2 separate regions of the Mus musculus genome follow, and region 2 is linked to region 1. Evidence: chromatin contacts called from public Hi-C data. All regions are on one chromosome and are shown on one strand. Each heading gives the region's core, a stretch centred on a gene start, on an enhancer-like site or on the middle of the called end of the contact. The rest is flanking DNA. Distances are from core to core; before and after follow the strand shown.

Region 1 (3,330 bases), core at 174-2,673:
TAACTATGCTCTAGTGGAGGCATATAATCCAGGTTGTTATTGATTATGTTCTTATGCTGGCATCTAAGCATCTGGGTTTGGTGTGATTATAGGGTCTAGGTGATGGTTTATGGGAGGTCAGTAGGAGATGGTCGGTGGGATCCACAGAAAGCATAAAGATGGGGGAAGGGAGCCTGCAGCTGGTGTTCTGTTGCAATACTGAGGACTAACATGAGAGATTGGTTGAGCCAGGAAAACAGAGAAGAGAATTCTTTACAGACATAGGAAGGACAATTCTCAACTTCATATGGAAAACAAAAAGACCCAGGATAACTAAAACAATCTTGAAGAATAAAAGAACTGTCAGTTCTATCACCATTCCTGATTTCAAGTTGTACTATAGAGCTATAGTAATAAAAACCTCATGGTATTCGCATACAATAGATACATTGATCAATGGAATAAAATTGAAGACCCAGACATAAATTCACACACCTATGGACATCTGATTTTTCATGAAGAAGGTAAAAATACACACTGGACAAAAGACAGCATCTTCGACAAATGGTGCCTGTCCAACTGGATATCTGCATGTAGAAGAATGCAAATGGATCCATACTTATTATCATCCTACACAAAACTCAAGCCCTAGTAGATCAAAGACCTCAACATAAAACCAGATGCACTGAACCTGATAAAAGAGAATCTGGGGGATAGCTTTGAACACATTGGCACAGGAGATGACTTTCTCAACAGACATTCTAGTTTTTAGAGTTGCATGGTTGCTCTTTTTTGAGGTTGAGCTTGATTCTAGACTGGATTATTAAACATTATTTTTATGTAATTGCTAATAGGAACTAAACCAGTCACCATGGTTCTATCATATGGGTTCTCCTCTTGTTTCTTGAACATCCTTTGGATAGTCTTTCTTCAAGAATTTTACATGGGCTGGGACTGGGTGATACCTTTTCTCTAAGAGGTGGCTCACTCCACTTCTCTTAAGGTTTCCATCTCCCCTTACCCCAATACTTCCTTTAAAAGCATCATTTAAAAGCATCAATCCCAACCACATATCTATTCCTCTAAGCCACTCACTCAATTTTTATATCCATTACTTTTCAAGATTCCATTTATTGGTCTCTCCTTGGATAGAATGTAAGTTCTCGAGGGACGGGGAGTTTGTTCTTCTTTGAACACTAAAGTGTTTCTGGTGAACACATTCCGGCACTTAAAAATAGTTTGTGAATTAATAAAAATGTCCTTGAGGATAAAAATCTCTGTTTACCCAAACTCTGTATCTACTCCAGCATTAAGAGAACACACACGAGGACTTAATAAATTTTCATTAAGCTCTAATTGTATTTTATTACTAGTTTCATAATGACCTATGGTTGTGAAGCAGTATAAATTCATGTTCGTTTTCACACCAAGAGACAGCAGTGCAGGAGGCAGCACCATAAACCCACATGCACATGCTGACCATGGCTTGTCCTCCCCTCAGTTCTGGCTGTGTCATCTGCCAGCCTTTGCATCTTATCATGTGTCCATATGCTAGTTTTCCTACAGGTGCTTTATGTTGAGTTAATGAAACAAATTGGTAGGATCTCTCTCCTCACTCTTAAGGCTGAAAAGGTTATATTGTTGCTGTACTATGCAAGAACTGCCTCAGTTGAGTTGATCTATACAGGATGATCCTTGTTCTTCTAGCCTAAGACCTGACTAATCTGACACAGTTGTGATAAGACCCCAAATGGACAGGATCACTGTGTAAGTCTAGGATCTTGCTTCTCCAGATGAGCCAGAGCTCAGTCAGAGCATATGTTATGAGCTTGGAGATGCACAGTCTCTCCAGTGTCAGAAAACACTCTTCATTCAGCTGTTGGGTGCTGGACCTCCTTATAGGCCAGGGTGGGTATCTCAGCAGCCTCGTAGGCCTCCACTGATACTGATCATATGACTTACCCTATACTGAGCATCATAACTCACATCAAGAGTCTATAAGAAATAGATCATTTTAGCTGTGCCCAGGGCCCATGAAAACTGATGAATTCTTCCCAACTCTTTCCCACACATCAACGCAAGAACACAATCCAGATAATGTAGAATAAAAGATACACACAGATGTGACCACTCTCAAATAAGACACTATGAGACAAAGTCTCGACTTCATAAAACATTAAAACAAGGCAGAACATAAATGTTGTGTTCTTGTCACAAATGCACAACATCTACAGGAGCTTCATGAATGTCACATGGCTTGAAGATTCATTTTAAGGTGTACTGGAAGACAATCAGTGGTCCATGTCTGACTGGAAGACCATGACTGCTCCTCATATTCTTTTATTCAAAAAAATAATAATAAAGATTTGATGGGAGGGAGCACAGTCATGATTTAGGGTAAATGCTTTCAAAGCAGACTGGATGGATCCCATTTCTGCTGTTTAGTTGGCTAAAGCACAGCAGGAAAGTGACTAAACGTCTTTTTGCCTCAGTTTCCTTCTCTGTTAGTTGGATACATGTGCTCACCTCATAGGTGAGGTATAAGGACTCACTCAAAGAAAAACAATATTTTGGAAGTGATTCACACAGAGCTCTACAGATGCTAGCATTCTCCAGTTGGAGTGCTGGCTGAAAGGGTAGCTGTAATGGCTGCAATACATCTATATCTGCAGATCTCTCCAAGGGCCTGGAACAACACAATCTAGGGAAATGGCAGGGGTTCCCCGAGTGACATTCTGAATGAGAAAATGATGCGGCTGCATCATCATAACTGCACAGAGAGACTAAATTTACCTGTGTCTGTGCTTACAATTCTCCATGAAAACAGATCGTGCAGTGGTGGTGGGGCAGGCATTATACTGGATGCTTGATGCTGTGCAGATATGTCCCCCAAAGTGTTACTTAGGCTTAATAGTGAACGCAGTTTAATTAATTGTGACAGCAGGGACATATTCCAAGTCACCCTCATGCAAACAATTAAAATAGTTAATTCCCAGCTCTCTAGAAAGGAAGAGGAATTCCTAGCAGAGTTAAGTAGTCTGGTTCAAAATATAGTCCTACCTGTATACCTGTTCCTGAAATTCCACAGAGCATTGGAGAACATTTCCAAATTAATGCTGCCCTTGGGAATAGACACATAGTGATTTTTGCATAGAGAGTTTCTTCTGTTCTTATTTAAGCATTGGATGGGAAATAGCGTCTTGATCTCGGCAAGCTCTGATGATGTAGGAATTTACAGCTATAAGCAGAGAAAGATCTATTTTCTTCGACAAATTTGGTAGAGGCAGAAAAACACGTAGTAAATTAAACCTGATTTGCATGACATTGAGCATGAATGCAGTCCTTCCTGTG
Region 2 (3,263 bases), core at 207-2,706, 110 kb after region 1:
CTTTAACAATGAAGATGAGCCCTTTAAACACTTCTCTACGGCCAGCAAACACAATGTTTTGTCAGTAGAGGATGCTAGAAGAACACAGTTAGAGGGTGGGATTTTTCCCCTTGGTTCCTTTGTGCTCTCTGGCAGTCTCTTTACCATACACAGCTCCCGGAAAGTGCTCAGCTCCTGCTGTGCAAATGTCTTTCCTAGGGCAAGGTTACTGCGGGGTGTACAATCACCCTAGCACCCAGTTTCCAAAGAGTGCATGACCTCCACAGTGCTGCAAGCCTACAGCATAAACAGCTTCTCCAATGCCCACCTCCCGCAGCAGGGAGAAGTTATCCTGAGCCTAACTCCTGCAGTGAACAGATTCTCCAATGTCCTACTTCTGCAGTAGACTCGATGCCTAGCAGACTACGTTAGCACCACCTCAAGTGTCTGCAATGGAGGACACTTCCCAGACATCTACCCATCATAAAGGACTCTGGCTGATCCTTTGTCAACTTGGCCTGATCCTTGACAGCTTCCCTCACTAACCTGCAGGCTGAGTTTCTAGCAAAGCCCCCCTTCTTGTCATCTCAGTGAATTCATTATTCAGGGAACCAAGGAGATCTCTTTGGCTTGGGGTTGAGGGGGGAGCTTTTCATGAGTACGTTATCAGTCTGAGTGGTAGTGCCTGCCACCTTTATCTGTAGCCTTATATCCCATCGAGCTCTCTTTACTTCTTAATAGGCAGTCCCTTGTTTCTTCAAGCCAATGATGTAATTTAAAAATTACGTTGTTTGTGTTTTATTTTGTTCTGTCTTGTGACATGGAGTCTTATGTAGTCTTCACACTGGTGGATCTGACATGTACTATTTAGACCTGACTGAGGCTCAATCTCACGGGCAAACTTCCCACTCTTCCCACTTCCTAAGTGCTGAATTATCAATTCCCCCTTTGAGAACATTTCCTTGTGGAATTATCGTGTGGTCTCTGTCTTCCACTTAGACTTCAAATAATATCGACACGCTGTCCCTGTCAGGTGAGTTCAAGACAGAGAGCTCAATCCAGAAAACCTCTTGTAATTCTGTCATCTAGTTCTAAGACTTAAACATCTCCATTTTAGAACATGTTAGGACAAAAAGTACTATGTATGCTTTATTAATACCGAGAGACATAACAATCATGAAGCCCTTGGCATGTGTTATAGATTCATATAAAAGCACGGCCAGACTCAGAGCCAGCAAGAGTCTTCAACTTCCATCTAATGGCATTTATTCCCCAATAGCGTCCCTGCTGACTTGCCTTCTAAAGCATTCTTTTCGGTTTCATTGAGTTTGTTCTTTTCTGGAATGTCCTTCAGTTTAGTTCCATGAGAAGCGACTGGATGAGATCAGAGATGAGATTGCTTATCTCTGGGAAACAAAATGTTCTTAGACCTCAGGAGAAGTCGGAGGCAGCAAGTCATCTGCGTTAGCTGCGGTTGCTAAAGAAACAGAACAACAGGAACCTTAAAGCCTGGACAACCAAGGCTGAAGTGCTAACTCTTCTAAGCTGGTAGTCATTTTAATTTCCTGTCAATGGGATGCTGTTGAGAAATGTGTCTTAAAATTAAGGACAGTCCCTTTCCCAATGAGTCACTGGTAATTGGTGCCTTTGAAAAGACTGAGCAGGACTTATGACTCCGGGTTTCTCTCTTAATTTGCATTTTTAATTAGATGAGATCTCAAAGGGTTTCTGAGCCTTTTTTCCTTTTGCCTCTTGCATTGCCTTTTTTGGGTTGTTGCTCCGCAATTAGAATTTGTAACAAATGAGTTGCCTGCATATAAATGTCAGCTCTGAGGTAAAATATTATTGTTGCTGAAGAACAGAGCGGGGGCTCTGACCATAGCTTTTGAAATGAAAGCACATTCTCTGAAGAGAGATTATCAGCGGGGCCAGAAGAATGAAGACTAAGGTTTAACAACAGTTGAAGCCTTTTGTAGGATGTTTCTCTATGGATGTTGGAATGATTCCCAATGCTAGCATACAACCCCACTTCAGAGAACTCCAAGTCCCTCTCCAGATCTGCACAGAGTGAGGAAGGGGACAAATTAGGGAACCCACAAGGAGGAGCTGGATCTGTCAATTTCACCATGACTTCTGGGCAAAGGGAGTGCTTTTGGTTGAGTCCAGCTTCCTTCCTTCCTTCCTTCCTTCCTTCCTTCCTTCCTTCCTTCCTTCCTTCCTTCCTTCCTTCCTCCCTCCCTCCCTCCCTCCCTCCCTCCCTCCCTCCCTCCCTTCCTTCCTTTCCCTTCATTTGTTCATTCTTTCTTTCTCTCTCTGTTTCTCTCTCTATGTCTCTCTCTTTTAACTCTCTCTCTCTCTCTCTCTCTCTCTCTCTCTCTCTCTCTCTCTGTGTGTGTGTGTGTGTGTGTGTTTTACAGGAGCTTGTGAGCTGCCTGGCATGGGTGATGGGAAAGAAACATGGGTCCTCTGCAAGAGAAATATATGTTCATAGGTTCTGAACCATTTCTTCAGTCCTTGAATCGTGTCCAAATGTTGGAAAACAGCAACAGGGTGGTATCTAACTAACCACAAATGGGTAAGCTGAAACAATCATTGTAGGGTTAGTTTTCCAACCCTCAACCCTGCTTATTTCCTCATGGTTTCAGAGCCCACCCTCTGCACTCTAAGCCTGGTGTGCATAACAGACATGGCTCATTGCTTCTGTGGTCACAGTATGCATGGACACAACTGCCCCAGCAAGAGCATGCTAAATGTGCAGTGGACACAAGCAAAGCAGGACAAGCATCTGCCATTCTAGGCACAGATCAGCTAAGCTATTTTCAAAGACGCCTAAAGAAGACAACTCTGTAAACTCCCATGACAACCCACTGAGCACACTGCCAGGAACCATTTCCTCGTTCTATGGTTAAGCCATGTTCCCTTGTTCTGTGCTCCGCTGAGAGAGAATGCAGCTGCTCCTCGTCCTGCTTAGGTGAGCCTTTTACAGACTTCAAGACGCTGTCTGCCTTCTGTCTCCTTGTGACAAAAAAGAAACAGAGCTGCCAACAAAGATAACAATAATAATTTTTACTTGGAGATGGAATTATTATCACTATGGTTACTCATAGGATCTTTTTTTTTTTTCCCAATGGGGAAGGGACATTTATTCAGTACTGTACTTCGAAGAAGAACAAAGTGCTACTAATTCCACCTTGCTTCAGATGCCTTGTTTACACAGAAACGTCAAACCAGGACTGGCCAAAATATGTCTCATTGCCATTTGGACTACGGTGGAGAATGTGATA

What was found. Hi-C and Micro-C count contacts between places; a contact is called where the count stands out from the background.
Region 2: a contact with region 1 is called in a Hi-C map of uterus, with 7 times the contacts expected there. The contact joins two enhancer-like sites. A contact is called at or near these places in 16 of 484 Hi-C or Micro-C datasets (adipose-derived mesenchymal stem cells, bladder smooth muscle, cerebellum and 4 more) and 2 of 115 datasets of contacts at active chromatin or transcription factors (fibro-adipogenic progenitors and neural progenitor cells).

Annotation. Positions count from the first base shown.
Region 1 is chr1:167,953,613-167,956,942 of GRCm38.p6, forward strand. No RefSeq gene overlaps it. Among named protein-coding and RNA genes, the nearest start is that of Lmx1a, 270 kb to the left of the region's middle. Within about 2 kb of position 1,424, at least 2 of the 459 cell types and tissues checked have an H3K27ac peak or open chromatin away from gene starts, as enhancers often do. A contact at or near this core is called in uterus, where this site is marked.
Region 2 is chr1:168,065,590-168,068,852 of GRCm38.p6, forward strand. No RefSeq gene overlaps it. Among named protein-coding and RNA genes, the nearest start is that of Gm51671, 280 kb to the right of the region's middle. Within about 2 kb of position 1,457, at least 16 of the 459 cell types and tissues checked have an H3K27ac peak or open chromatin away from gene starts, as enhancers often do. A contact at or near this core is called in uterus, where this site is marked.